5 separate regions of the Mus musculus genome follow, and all the other regions are linked to region 3. The links are chromatin contacts, called in public promoter capture Hi-C maps. All regions are on one chromosome and are shown on one strand. The core of a region is the stretch at or near the end of the contact, and the rest is flanking DNA. Distances in the headings are between cores, read along the strand shown. Region 1 holds the start of Ppm1d (protein phosphatase 1D magnesium-dependent, delta isoform). Region 2 holds the start of Appbp2os (amyloid beta precursor protein (cytoplasmic tail) binding protein 2, opposite strand). Region 3 holds the start of Mtmr4 (myotubularin related protein 4). Region 4 holds the start of Ggnbp2os (gametogenetin binding protein 2, opposite strand). Region 5 holds the start of 4930502E09Rik (RIKEN cDNA 4930502E09 gene).

Region 1 (2,700 bases), core at 54-2,553, 2.3 Mb after region 3:
CAATTTAATATTTAACACGTTGCACACCTTTCTCATAAACAATTCAAGGGATTACCCCAAAACACTATCACAAAAGTAAGTTGCCTATGTTACACTTCAGCCCTTCTAAATTGACTTACATCGAGCCAGAGCCATTCAGGTCAATCTGAAGAAGTGACACCACCGGTAGGAGGCAACCAAGAGGAACAAGCCCAACAAGAACAAAATTATGACAGATGCTAAGGGAACGCTCCAATTCTTGCCACCTCCTGCTTCTTTCACCTAGCCCGTGTAGAAACGTTTCTTAAATTTATCCCTCGGTTACAATCTGGCGCCGGCATTCAAACACTTCTGAGCGTGCTGCTACCAAAGTGAATTAGCGAAGGGAGAGGGGAGACTGTTGCCCCCTGATCGTAGGAGGGAGGAGATAATGCAAGGAGCGGTTGCTGGGAGACAAGCCATCCTAGCGTTTCCGAGGCCACTCGGTGTGCCTAGAACTCCAACCATGACAGTCTTCACTCGCATCCCTTGTTGGACAGCGTCGCTTGATGGATAGCGCTCTTGGTACCGGGGAGGCCCACGCGGTGCTGATGCTATAAAAAGCCCAGGGGGATAAGGGGAGAAAAGAAAAAAAGAGGCGGGCGGGGAACTTACCCAGTTTCTTCCACATGGCGAGGTGACAGGCGAGGAAACCTTTGCGGATGGCAGCGCACACCTTGGCGGGCTCGGACGAGGTGAAGCCTTTCTGCTTCTTGATGAAACCCCACAAGTGCTCCCGGGCAAACTGTGCCGCCTCCCGACCGCCGTGCCCGTCGCACACTGCAAAGAAGGCCACCGAAGAGCGGCGGCGACAGCAGCGGCCAGCGGGTAGCGAGGCCGCGGCGTCCGGGGCAGGGTCGCGGGCCGCCGCCGGGCCTTTTTCCGATGGCCCGACGCCGGCGAGAGTGGGGGTCGCCGGCAACCCGAGCGCCCGCCGCGGTACCGGCGCCGGCTTGTCCTCCGCAGCCGGCTCGGGCTCCACCACGATCTGAGTTACGTCCTCCATGTACTTCCTCCCGCCCTGGTCCGAGAAGACGCTCACTCCCAGCGAGTACAGCCCCGCCATGGCCGGCTGCCCGGGATCCCGCCGTTCCCACGCAGCCCGCCGAATTCCGAGGCGGGAGACACACTCGCCGCTCGCCGGCCAACTATTGTTTATCTTCGACGAAGCCGAGAGTGAAGAGGAGGCGGTCCCCGCGGCGGTGGGGGGGGGCGCGTGATGTCGGGACTTGTCCGCGAGAGCTGGGCCGGTCGAGTCGCGGGCGAGAGGAGCCGAGCAGCTGCGCCTGCGCACTGAACTCGCTCCCCGCCCGCCCGCGCCCACCATACAAATCAGACGTTCTTTCCCCCCCTTTCTCCTGATGACGTCACTCGGCTCGCTGAGACAGACCAATCAGGAGTCAAGAAGAGCAAGCTCGCCCCCGCCCTCCTTCCACCCCCGCATCTCTCTGCAACCGCTGATCTCGCTCGGCCCGCCGACCGGGGGAGCGCGCTCCTTGCCCGGTTTGTTTTCTCCAGCCTAGGGCTTCTGTACCCTGGGGGTTTTCCGCTGTTACTAAGCGGCTGAAGCCTCAACCTGTCATCTTTTTTTCCCCTTAAATCCCTAACGTGAGACTTCTGGCTTTTCCCCTTTGGTCCTTTTGCAGAGCCAGTTTTGCCTCCCGCGATTGTGGAAAATTTGCAGAGGTCAAAGGTAGACTTGACCTTCCACTTATTTCAAGCGAAATGGCGCGAAAATGCCCTGCAAAGTCGTTGGTCCGTGCGCTAGACCAGCGTAGCACGCGTGAACTGGCTTGGGTGGGACTTGTCCGGCTGGGAGTTAAGGGAAGCAGTCGGGTTTACTTAAGAAGACTTGGAATTTTCCACCGCCAGTTGCACAGCCCTGTTTTCCGCGATAACGTTAGGTCGGAGACCTGTCGGCGAGTTTAATTCCTAACACTTTACAGCCCTTTTTTTTTTTTAAGTATTTTGCATATTTCTTCCTCTTTTCAGCGTCGTTAATACTTTTTCGGACTCGTCTTGAATACAGCTATTACTGCAGAATCTAAGTTACCGTTTGGAAAAGGAGCATACAACAGGATCTCCATGCCCTAAAGACACGGTTATTTCCCTCCGTTCACAGAAGTTGACAGTCCCAACAACAAAATGAATGCTTTTAGACTGATTTCCACGAAATTGAAATAAGTTCTCGAGTGATCAACTTAATATTTTCTTAGCACCATATTCTTTTGAGGGAGTCAACGTGTTCCTTTATTATTTTCTGTACAGCCTTTGAGATTTCACAAAAAGCGTAATGGAAACTTATTTACAGCAGCATGGGAAATGCAAACAACAAGGAAAGGCTTTATGCTGGCCTGCCTTTCAACAACAGTTTCTATACCTCCCAAGACAATTCCTTTTAAAATTGTCATTAAATATTTATTTCATTTTCATTATGTGTGTATCTCTGTGGATGTTGTGTGGAGTCCCAACCCTCCGCCTACAACTGGAGTTACAGGTGGTTGTGAGCCAGATAGGCGCTCCAAACCAAAAAGCAGTGCAGGCTCTTAACCACTGAGCCATCTCTCCACTCCCCTAAAACAGCATTCTGAAATAACTGGGCCTTAACTTTTTTTAATTACTTTTTTTTTATGTACATTGGTGTTTTGCCTGTATGTGTGAGGGAGTCAGATTTCCTGGAAC
Region 2 (2,700 bases), core at 189-2,688, 2.4 Mb after region 3:
AACAACAGAAATTTGAGTTCACTGCTACCCACCAGCCTCCACCCCCACCCCCTGTCTTGGGAGATAGAGAATCAGTGCAAGTTTAAATCCAAAGCTAACAAGTTATTGTTCCAGGCCAGCCATGCCCATAAGTAGGACCCTGACTCAAAATCAATCATCAATCAATCAATCAAAGGGTGTTTTAGAGGTTTCTATGTTTTTTTTTTAAACTTGATAAATCTGTCAACCCTATTTTGAGGCTGACTACAGCTTTCCCAGGTTTGTCAATTATAGCCTAAGAAATCACAGGACTGAAGAAGTTTAAATGTGTGTATGGTTAATCAGTTTCACTGGATTTAAAGTGCATTTCTCCATTTGTTTGACATGCATTCTCAGACTACTAGAAGAATTTGGTAGGCAAGCCAAAACATTTAATAGATTCTTTTTTTTTTCAATGCAAAAATGGGGAAACGGGGCTTGAATGATTGCTCAGTAAAAAAATGCTGGCAACTACCTTTGATCCCAGCACTAGCGAGGCAGAGGCAGCAAGATCTCTGTGACTTGAGGCTAGCCTGGTCTACAGATAAAGTTCTAGGAGAGCCAGGGCATGTTAAACAAATTTTTCTTCTTTTAAAAAAAAAGAAAAAAGAAAATTGTCCCAGCACTCGGGAGGCAGAGGTAGGCAGATTTCTGAGTTCGAGGCCAGCCTGGTCTACAAAGTGAGTTCCAAGACAGCCAGGGCTATACAGAGAAACCCTGTCTCGAAAAACCAAAATTTAAAATAAAATAAAATTGGATAGGGGCTGGTGAGATGGCTCAGTTGATTAAGAGCACCGACTGCTCTTCCGGAGGTCATGAGTTCAAATCCCAGCAACTACATGGTGGCTCACAACCATCCCCAATGAAAAAGAATCTATGAGCTAGGGCTGAGCGAGTAGAGCAGGAGACAACAGGGCCAGAGCAAGAGGGACAGGCCTGGAACTCACACTGTAGACCAGGCTGGCCTGGAGCTCACAGAAATCCACCTGCCTCTGTCTCTGCAGTGCTGGGATAAAAGTGATGGGCCACCACATCCCTCAATATAGATTTTCTTTGTTTGAGACAGGGTCTCACTCCATAGACCTTGACCTCAGGAGATACCCCTGCCTCTGCCTCCCAAGCGATCCATTCCAAGTGCACCACCATGCCCCGTCCGTGCTGTGCACTTTTGTGAAAAAAAGATCAGTCCTAAAGTTCGTTGATCTAAAAGATCAATTCTTAAAGTTGAAGAGGGCTGTCGTCGAAAAACTCACTGAAACGAGACTGTGTTGGAGAGCCACAGCACGCTGGATAAAACACCACTCCAACTACCGCCCAGCTTCCCCGGTGTCTCGTCCTTTAGGAACAAGCACCCAGCGCCCCTCAGACGCTCCGCGCTCTTTCTCCGCAAGTTTTCCGCCTGCCGCATTCCTTCCCGGGCGCGTCGGCGCGTCGCGCGTTGACGTCATGACGCACACACGCAGCCCCGCCCATGCAGAGCTGAGAGCCTGGACGGAACTGGGCTCGCTCTCCTGTTGGGAATGTGAGGCTCTCGGTACGGTCGTGGTCTGCGTTCGTCCGGATCTTCCGTGGCCGCCGCTACCGCCGCTACCGCCAGCACCATCTGCCCTCAGGCCGCGCGCGCACGCAGAGGCCCGGCAGCCGGGTCCGAGAGGCGCGCGCACGCCCGCTCGCCCGCGTGGTCGCCGCCCCTCGGAAGCCTCCGGAGCCTCACACGGGTTCGCTACGGAGGGAGGCGGAGGCCTGCGGGAGGAGGCGGAGGAGGAGCGAGGGAAGATGGCGGCCGTGGAGCTCGAGTGGATCCCGGAGACGCTCTACAACACCGCCATCTCCGCTGTCGTGGACAACTACATCCGCTCGCGCCGCGACATCCGCTCCTTGCCGGAGAATATCCAGTTCGACGTTTACTACAAGGTACAGGCGATCTGTTCTATCGGACCCCGCCGCTGCTCCTGGGCCGCACCCCCTTCCACGTCCACGGCCCGGCCTGTAGCTCTCGAGGTAGCGTCGGCTGCGGTGGCCGCTTTCCGATACGCCGCCACCCCCGCGTCTGCCTCCCGGTCTGTGCGGCCCGGGGGGGTTCTTGTGTGAGAGCTATCCGCCATCCCCTTAGGGGCCCCAGGGTAGGCCTGCGGGAATGCCTGACCCAGCCGAGTCCCACCCGGTCCTCTAGTCGCTGGGGTATTTTCTGTCTTCTCTAGTGTTTGTATCAGCTGGACTTTTTTGTTCCGCTCCACCCCTAATTCTCCCTACTTTGTCATCTCGTCGATCCTCTTTACCCGAGTAACTGCTTTCTTTCTTTTTCTTTTTTTTTTCCCCTCCCTTCTCTAATCCGAGTTTCGTCCCTTTCCTTTCTTTCAATCCGAAATGATTTAGTTAGGGCTTAATGAAAATGGTCTGTGGGCTTCATTTGCATATCCTTGAAAGCTTTTTTGTGTGGTTTCTAGGTTTGTTTTGGTTTTTCGGTTTACACTTTGGGTTAAATTGGGAATTTTACTAATAGATTAGTAATAGACTGGATCTTTAGAAAGGACGCAGTGAAATTCCCTGAAAGCAAGAAGTAGAAATCTGAATTATACCAATGTGTATGAAAAGTGCGATTTTGCAGCATTCTTGCGTCGCTCCCTCTCAAAAATCTGCACAGAAAGTCCCAAGTTGCTCTCCAAGGAGTTTCAAGGGTAA
Region 3 (2,700 bases), core at 94-2,593:
AGAGGTGGGGCAGCTTCCCTGAGTCAGACTGGAGGATGAGACACACAGTGGTATGAGGGAAAAGGAGCTACTCACCATTCTACCTTGGCGAGGGTCCTGGCTGCCTGCTCCTGCTCGTCACTAAAGGAGACAGAACACAAGAGGAAAGTGCACGGTCATTAACATCACCATAGAATCAACGATTGTCACACGGGTCTACCCCTGAACTTCTCTGCAACTCATTTTCCTCCACCACAGAGGATCCGGCGTCTCAAAAAGTCACCACACCAGTCAGGCAATGGAAGAAGCAACAAGTGACCCTGCCCGGTGAGAATTCCACCACAAAAGTTCCTGAGCAAGGCTAAGTATCATCCTAGCTTACTCAGCAGAACTCAAACGTTCTGATCCCCACACCCAGCAGTAGAGCACTCCAAACCCTGCTCTCTACAAAAGAGAAGAAATTCCAACTCTGAAGAGACAAAGACTGCCCAACTGGGACTCACTTTTGGCCCTGGTAGGGGCATGAATCCACAGGGCAGTTCGGCCAGTCTCTGAGTCTAGGAGTAGCACCCACCTGACCTGTTACTGGGGGCAGAGTCCAGAGCAGAGGACAAGAGGGAGAGGACCACAACCTGTGATAAAAGAGCAGCAGGGTTGGCCCGGTCCTGCTGAGCATACTTGAGACCAAGTAGGTGAAGGTTTGAGGGAGGAGGCCACACAACAGGAGCAGAATTAGGCCAGTCCGGCCTGGGAGACAACATCTGTCAAATGGGTCGAATTAACAAGGATTTCAAGTTAAGGCCTCCTGGGCCCACTTAGGGAGCCAGGTCTGAATTTCACCGACACTCCTTCATGTTTGGTATGCTCGAGGGGTGTGCAGCAGAGCCCCATAGGAGGCTACGGCGATTAAAGCCTCCATTGTGATCCTACCAACCTTCCCTCCCTCACGGGGGAGCCCGCAAGCGGCCAGCCGGAGGTGCTGCCTCACGGCTCCCTGGCTCGCGGCCTGAGAAACAGAGAGAGGAAGGGAGCGACAAGGACCAGGCCTAGGAGGCCCAGGGTTCTCACAGTTAGGGACTCTGGTCTTAGGGTGGGGGGTGGGGGAGGATGGGCTAAGCAGCCAGGAGATCCAGGTGCCCAGGTTTTAGGGGCGGGGCCAAGGCCTCGGAGGCGGAGCCCCAAATGACAGAGGGCGGGACTCAAGAGAGCCGGCGAGGGCCGGGCAGGACTTGGTCGTTGTGGTTCCCAGGCTGGCAGTGCACGGGGTACAGTGACTCACCCAGGCGGCGTCCGCCCGACCCTCCAAAGCCGCGCTCTCACCACTTCCGTCTCCCGCAGCTGCTGAGGCCGCGCAGCTCGAACCCCACCACGGTCCCTTGTCCCCAACCAATCGTATCTCTAGCCTCTACCCGCCCTGGCCAATAGCCACGCGAAGTCCCGCCCTGCCTCACCACGCAGCCGCCGCCCTCACTCTCCACGCTGCTCACTGGTCCAGTGGGCAGACGCCCTCTCAGCTTGTAACCTATCCGGCACCCGGAGACCAGACAGTACCCGGAGGGAGGAGGCTTGGCGCCAGAGAGCAGACACGACCAATAGGAAATCACAGCGCGTCCCTCTGGCAGCCAATGGGAGAGGAGTAAGAGGGGTCGCAGCCTAGGGCTCCGGGGACAGGAAGTACGGCCGCCCGTCGCCTACTGGTAGCGCAACTGGGGGGCGGGACATTGCAGGGAATGGTAGCAGTCACTTCCGGTGACGACCCCGCCCGAGAGGTAGTTCGCAAATGACCTCGCGGTGGCTCAGCGTTTTAACCCAGTGGTGTTTCTGTTTTGCTCCAGTAATGCGAGAAAGGAAGGGTAGCATGCCGGCTAGGAAAGGGGAAGGTCCCTTCCCAAACTCTCGGTTCCATCACTCTCGTGTTTCGTCGCCCGGTCGATGGAAAAGAAAATCCTGGATTTTTTTTTTTTTTTTTTGTCTGCGAAAGAGAAGAGCTGGGTTCGGGAACTGCTGAAGCCACAGGAATGGAAAACGTGAAAGACCCTCCTAGAAGGCCTGGGAGGAAGGAGCTCTCGGACTGGCAGCGCTGGCGGTTCCCTTTGCGTATCTGGACTGGTTGTTAACGACCGACCAACCTTGCCGTCCTTCGAGACCTGCATTGCCGCCAGTCCAGAGTCTCTCAGCCAAGAGAGAAAAACTGGGTCTGACTGCCATTAGCTAGCTGCGGCTTCTTAGTCTGTAAAAGGGGTAGAGGGACAAGACTGAAGCGCCTGGAGCCAGCACCGGGACGCAGGTCACCAGTAACGCTGGAGGTCTCCGTGATCCGCGCCACTACTAACCAAACTGAAGTGGCAAAGAGTCCTATTCTCGGCGGATAGTCCGAGTCCTGGAGTGGGTCTAGGCCCTGAGATCCTAGGCTAGTGTCCTCACGTCTTGGTTTCTGAAGTACTTACAGTTACTAAGTCATAGGAAAACAGAAATCTCTCCTGAGTTCACTGTTTTAGTTACAGGGTCTAGAACCCGGGTCTAACCTAGCGCATGCGTGATACTGAGCTCCTTGGAGACTATGGCATTTTGTTTTTCCCTATGTCCCAGCACTCTAATTACAGGACCTTCAGAATTTGTTCAGCACTGTACCACAAGCTTCCTGGAATTTGGAGCTTAATTCTGCATATCTATTTACCCAAATCTGGGGAAAGGCGGAAATCAGAGGTTGCCAGGTAGTTA
Region 4 (2,700 bases), core at 142-2,641, 2.7 Mb after region 3:
TCAAGAAGTTCCTTTGGTCGGAAGCTACACATAGACTACAGTTCAGTTTTCTGTCTATTGTAACAACAGATCCTGCACATATTTTCCATCCATCTTGCTGCAGTCCCCATAAGGCGGCCGGCTCTGGGTGAGTCAGGGTAGCAGAGCCCTTTCCTCCAGTCTTACAGGGGTGGAAGTCCGCATGTGTGCAACCTGGAAAACAAGGTCAAAGGTCTCTGCAGTGTCCATTCTCCTAGACCTCGACAGCGCCAGCTCTTCATCGCTCACCCAAGTCTTATCTGGGTTCCCCCCCCCCCCCAGTGGGCTTTCCACCCCACCGGTCTCCAGAGAGCAGATCCCGGGTCGTCACTGGCAGGGACCCCGGCTGCTCCTGCTGGGCCTCCCCACTGGCCCTATTTTCACGCTCGTTTTGGTAAATCCGGGGCACCACGCAGGTCAGCCGAGCGCGACAGCACAGGGGGTTCCCCCCACCCGTACAAGCCGATTTCGAAAGTCGGGACACGAGCGAGGCGGCCGCGGTCTCGCGAGAAGAGGCAGGCCCCGCCTGGAGTTCGCGGCCCCCCCTCCCCGGCCCCACCCTCCCCACGTCCCCCGCCCTCCCTCCCACACTCCCCGTGGCGCGAGCGGCTGACTGAGCCTGGAGAGGAAACGGCAATCGCAGCCGCGCTCCCGCCCAGGCCGGCCCTGACGCGGGCCTCGTCAGCCGGTAACGGGGAGCAGAGGTGGGGGTCAGGGAGGCGTCCTCGAAGTCAGTGAAGGTCAGAACCGAGAGCTCTCTCTCTCCGACCCGGGTGAGGACTGGGGTCTGAGCTCGCCCCCACCCCAACTCTGCAGAGCCGAGGCAGGGTCGACCCCTCCCAGGGGCGGGGTGGCGCCGGGCAACTGCAGCCTAGGGGGCCACCCTGGGCGGGGCGCTCAGCCAGGAGAGAAGGGGTCAGCGGCAGGGGGTGCGGGCTTGGGCTGTGTAGCCGAGGCGGGGATGGGCTTCTGGAGCCCGGACTCCCGAGCTGGGCGGGGATGTCCCGGGGCCAGCAGGTCCTTTTCCGCCTCTCCTTTGGACCCTGACTGGAGGCCGGCGGGCGGGGGGGGGGGGGGTGGGTGGGTGGGGAGGGGGGGTCTGGGTGGGGGAGGGCAGGCGGCGCGAGGGGGCGGGTCCCGGCGCTGCGGGGCGCTGATTGGCTGAGCGCGTGTGGAATCGGGTGATGGGAAACGCAGCGCGGCTCTCCTGTCCTCTCTCGCTCCGCGCCCCCCCACCCCTTTCACCCGTGGCGAATGTGCTGCGAGGTGGCGGGTGCTTACGCTCGCGGGGTTTGGCTGTTGCAGGCAGGAGCTGGGAGGAGGCAGCAGCAGCGGCGGCGGCAGGAGCAGCGGCGGCGGCAGCAGCTGGGAGGAGGTGGTGACGGTGGCAACGGCAGCGTCGGGGACGATGGCGCGACTGGTGGCAGTGTGCAGGGACGGGGAGGAGGAGTTCCCCTTCGAGAGGAGGCAGATCCCCCTCTACATAGACGACACCCTGACGGTGAGCGAGCGGGCTGAGCGGGCCGGGCCGGGATGGGCCCGCTGCTCCCCGGCCTGGCAGCTGTTTCCCCTCCCCCAGGCCGAGCGCTGCGCACTGGAGAAAGAGTGTGTTGCAACTCCTAGGCGAGGCCGCCTCTCCGATGGGCCCCACGAACTCGCCATTGCAGCGGGGCCTCTCGGTACCCTTGGCAGGCCCCAGATCCAGCGCCCCGAAGGCACTTGGAGGTCCCCTGCTCGGGTCTTCCTCCCTCTCCGAACCTTTGGCCTTTAGGCCTGCCTTTGAGACGCTGTTTGCCTAAGCACGCGCCGGGGAGAAGGGTTGAAGGAGCTGGGGCGTTTAGGGCCTGTCCTCTCCAGAAAGCACTTACCCTCCGGGAGGCTCAATTAGTTGAAAATGTCGCAGCTGCATTGTTACCTGTGTGTTTCCCGTTTGAACACTGTAGCTATCTCTACATAAGTGTAATTACTGAGGGCAGAGTGACATTCTCTTGCACAGCGAAGATTCCACCTAAATGATTTGATTTCCTAATACGTCTCACATTGCCTAGTACATTATAATTCTTGAAATGGTTGGGTTAAGCCATGACTCTTCAAAATGGGCCTTCGTGGCATTTTTTTGGTTTACAAGTAGCCCAAGACCAAGTTATTGACTGTAAAGTAGTATGAAGAACTGACTGCTCATTGTGGATAGAAAAACACAAACGTGGGAAGATGGTTGTTTTAAGACTTGGTGTTGGTATACCTTTGCCGACCCCTCTACCCGGTGTTGTAGTACTGTTTCCTTTAAAAGGAAATGGCAGAAATTTGAGTTGATTCTGAGCAGGAAGTAAATGCAGTTGCTTACCACAGTTAAATGAACCTTCTCCGAACAAGTTTTGAAATCTTCATTTTGATGCTGACGCTCCTGGATTTTGCACTCGCCCATTGTGATCTGATGTAGATAAGTCTTCCAGCCTTTGACTTTTTTTCCACTCAAAGGCAGATCGGTTATCTTCCTGAAAAAAAAAAAAGTGTAGTTATGTACTGAAGGTTTTAGCATTTTATGTAAAATGCAAGTCATTGTGGAGATGCCAGTCTGAGCCTTTTTGCCAGTCTCAAGAGCTTCAGTACTTTTAAAAAATTAGGGAAGCTATTGACTGGTTCACTTCGATGGAACTTTGCAATGGAAAGCATGCTTTAAAA
Region 5 (2,700 bases), core at 199-2,698, 2.8 Mb after region 3:
ACACTAACCTCAAGTTTACAATTCTGCCTCAGCCTCCTAGGACTGCATCAGCATGGGTTGTGTGACTGTGGTAGGCACGCACGCGCCTGGTCTTTGAGCTTCTTATCCATGTCCAGAAATCATAAAGGATGGCTATCTGAAGAAGGTAGACATCAAACAGTTTGTTGGTTTTTTATTTTTATTTTTTGTTGTTGTTGTTTTGTTTTGTTTGAGACAGGGTTTCTCTGTAGCCCGGGTTGACCTGGAACTCACTGTACACCAGGCTGGCAACAAACTCAAGAGATCTGCCTGCTGAGTGCTGAATCAAAGGCATGTACCACCAGCTGGCATTATCAGGCATGTATGGGTACACTGTTGGTGTCTTCAGACACACCAGAAGAGGGCATCGGACCTTTTTCGATAGTTGTGAGCCACCACCATGTGCTTGCTGGGAATTGAACTCGGGACCTCTGGAAGAGCAGCTAGTGCTCTTAACTGCTGAGCCATCTCTCTAGCCTTCATCACACTTCTCTTTTTTTTGTTTGTTTTGTTTTGTTTTGTTTTGTTTTGTTGTTTTTCACACTTAATGTGCCAGTATACTTACTGTGTTTGAGAAAGGGGCTCATGTTTCAGTTGGCCTGGAATTCACTCTCTACTAAAGGATGGCCTTGAACTCGTGGACCTGTCTCTTATGTCCCCTTACCGGCTTGTGCCACCATGCCTTGTGGTAGAGCTCTGTTGGCTCCTGCACAAAAGAAAAACAAAAATATTGTTTTTGTTGTTTTTTTCGAGACAGGGTTTCCCTGTATAGCCCTGGCTGTCCTGGAACTCACTCTGTAGACCAGGCTGGCCTCAAACTGAGAAATCCACCTGCCTCTGCCTCCCGAGTGCTGGGATTAAAGGCATGAGCCACCACGCCCGGCTCAAAAATCTTATAAGGGTATATTATGCATGCTGTTTAAAGTTATGGCTACCACGTGATATTCAAGTTGTCAGCTTCTGCGGGTGACTATTGATGTACATCGTGTAACATTTGCGCCGTTGTAGGACTGGGAGTGGTTGATGTCAAGGACGGTTGAAGACGTGGTGCCATTTAGGTGTAGAGTACTTGGGTATTTTAACCATTTACTTGGCCAGTGAAGCCAAAGGATCAGGTACAGTGAACAATAACCCTTCCTCAGGTCAACTGGCCTTGATGGCAGAGGCCCTTAAGCTTTTTGGATTGAATCCTTACTGTCAGTCACCAGTGGTTTGGGAGGGCACTGGAGTAACCTTTAGATCCCCCATCCTGTCCTCAGGCCTTTGGAAGTAGGGCTGATTGAGCAAAGGAGGCCTTGAGTGCGTGCGAGCGTGCGTCCTCTTCCTCGCAGATGGAGGCTCTCCACCGCAAAGGGAAGCGCTCACGGTAAAAGCAACTCCACCGGCTGTCAGGCCCCACTTCCGCGGTGGGCCCCTATCCTCAAGGCTGTGCGGTTTCCGCCTGTCGCGGGAAGGACGGGCTCGTGCGCGGGCGTGGGCGTGTCCGGAAAAGGTGGCCACTCGGACGCCATGTGGCCCAATGCGGAGGTCCCGAGGGCGGAGCCCGGGCCGGAGGCCGGGCCAATAGTGGGTGGGTCTAGGCGCAACTCCAAGTTGCCGGCGTCCCCCACTGCAGTGACCAGGGAGCCACCGATCTTCAGTAACCCCAGACTAAGCTCCCCGCTCCCAGTGCCTGGTTCGCCGAACGAGGTGGGCAGACGGCTCGGGACCATGACTAGAGCTGGCATGGAGCGGTGGCGCGACCGGCTGGCACTGGTGACGGGAGCCTCGGGGGGCATCGGTGCGGCCGTGGCCCGGGCATTAGTCCAGCAGGGACTGAAGGTTGTGGGTTGTGCCCGCACCGTTGGCAACATCGAGGTAAGGCTCCGCCAGGCAGCGGGGACGCTCTTGGGGGAGGGGGGAGTACGTCGTTTCCATGGGGCAGGGCTTTGAGTGAGGGGAGGGAGAGTTGCCGTGGCCGGAGCCAGAGACCCTGCTCTTTTTGAGCCTACTACCCTAGGGCCATTTGCAACGGCCTTGAGAGCAGGAGTGCTGTTTAGTAGCGAGAGGACCTAAGTTCTCTCTAAGTTCTATTTTTATAAGAGCCATTCACTCCTGATAGTTCGTGTCGCAGCAGAGTACCAAATCCTGACCCCTGGTATTCTCTTCCCTTACCCCTGCCATCTTGTGCCCCCTATACTGGCAGGTGAAAGAGGAAGCCAGAGGTCAAGGGCTAGCTAGGCAGCCAGGGAGAAGGGGGAAAAAAAGAAAAGAAAAAAAAAAAAAAACTGGCTAGTCTAAGTGACTAGGTTAGTTTCATCTTGTCCCCAAACCTCACCCAAGCCACACCGAGTAAAGTGCTGGCCAACCAATGAACAAGAAGCTAGTGTTTGACCCATGACTGAGGGTGAGGTTAGGGTGGAAGCTAGCTCTCCTTTTAATTCAAATCTGAGCTCAACTCACATGCCATGAGCCTAAAGAGTGAATGGAATATTTACTTGTAGATCTCTTTCTCTCTCTCTCTCTCTCTCTCTCTCTCTCTCTCTCTCTCTCTCTCTCTCTCTTTTCTGATTCATTTTCCTAGGTGGGACTGAGTAGGTGAAATAGGGCATTAAACCTGTAAGTCTTGAGAAAATAAAATGTTACGGATCCAGAACTCCCTAGTTTTTCTCTTAACATTCTTTTGGGGGTTCCTGGAGTTAT

Evidence for each region. Promoter capture Hi-C pulls out the DNA fragments that hold promoters and counts their contacts. Capture Hi-C pulls out chosen DNA fragments and counts their contacts.
Region 1: a contact with region 3 is called in a promoter capture Hi-C map of liver, with 4 times the contacts expected there. The contact joins the promoter of Ppm1d here to the promoter of Mtmr4 in region 3. A contact is called at or near these places in 2 of 39 promoter capture datasets (liver and pre-B cells) and 1 of 9 other capture datasets (liver).
Region 2: a contact with region 3 is called in a promoter capture Hi-C map of pre-B cells, with 7 times the contacts expected there. The contact joins the promoter of Appbp2os here to the promoter of Mtmr4 in region 3. A contact is called at or near these places in 2 of 39 promoter capture datasets (liver and pre-B cells) and 1 of 115 datasets of contacts at active chromatin or transcription factors (astrocytes).
Region 4: a promoter capture Hi-C map of liver shows a contact between it and region 3, with 2.4 times the contacts expected there. The contact joins the promoter of Ggnbp2os here to the promoter of Mtmr4 in region 3. A contact is called at or near these places in 4 of 39 promoter capture datasets (the 3T3-L1 cell line, liver and pre-B cells) and 1 of 9 other capture datasets (adipose tissue).
Region 5: a promoter capture Hi-C map of liver shows a contact between it and region 3, with 4 times the contacts expected there. The contact joins the promoter of 4930502E09Rik here to the promoter of Mtmr4 in region 3. A contact is called at or near these places in 2 of 39 promoter capture datasets (liver and pre-B cells).

Annotation. Positions count from the first base shown.
Region 1 is chr11:85,309,857-85,312,556 of GRCm38.p6, reverse strand. It overlaps Ppm1d (protein phosphatase 1D magnesium-dependent, delta isoform), which reads right to left and starts at 1,303. Exons shown (of 6, transcript NM_016910.3): 1 at 634-1,303. The coding sequence starts at 1,084.
Region 2 is chr11:85,233,904-85,236,603 of GRCm38.p6, reverse strand. It overlaps Appbp2os (amyloid beta precursor protein (cytoplasmic tail) binding protein 2, opposite strand), which reads right to left and starts at 1,438. Exons shown (of 4, transcript NR_028329.1): 1 at 1,272-1,438. Appbp2 (amyloid beta precursor protein (cytoplasmic tail) binding protein 2) reads left to right here and starts at 1,484. Exons shown (of 13, transcript NM_025825.3): 1 at 1,484-1,932. The coding sequence starts at 1,795.
Region 3 is chr11:87,590,809-87,593,508 of GRCm38.p6, reverse strand. It overlaps Mtmr4 (myotubularin related protein 4), which reads right to left and starts at 1,343. Exons shown (of 19, transcript NM_133215.2): 1 at 1,259-1,343; 2 at 76-120. The coding sequence starts at 78.
Region 4 is chr11:84,868,696-84,871,395 of GRCm38.p6, reverse strand. It overlaps Ggnbp2os (gametogenetin binding protein 2, opposite strand), which reads right to left and starts at 1,391. Exons shown (of 2, transcript NR_131201.1): 1 at 1,300-1,391; 2 at 1-192. It overlaps Ggnbp2 (gametogenetin binding protein 2), which reads left to right and starts at 606. Exons shown (of 14, transcript NM_001364114.1): 1 at 606-791; 2 at 1,324-1,519. The coding sequence starts at 1,427.
Region 5 is chr11:84,827,926-84,830,625 of GRCm38.p6, reverse strand. 4930502E09Rik (RIKEN cDNA 4930502E09 gene) reads right to left here and starts at 1,448. Exons shown (of 3, transcript NR_046281.1): 1 at 1,214-1,448; 2 at 584-724; 3 at 1-136. Dhrs11 (dehydrogenase/reductase (SDR family) member 11) reads left to right here and starts at 1,623. Exons shown (of 7, transcript NM_177564.5): 1 at 1,623-1,875. The coding sequence starts at 1,729.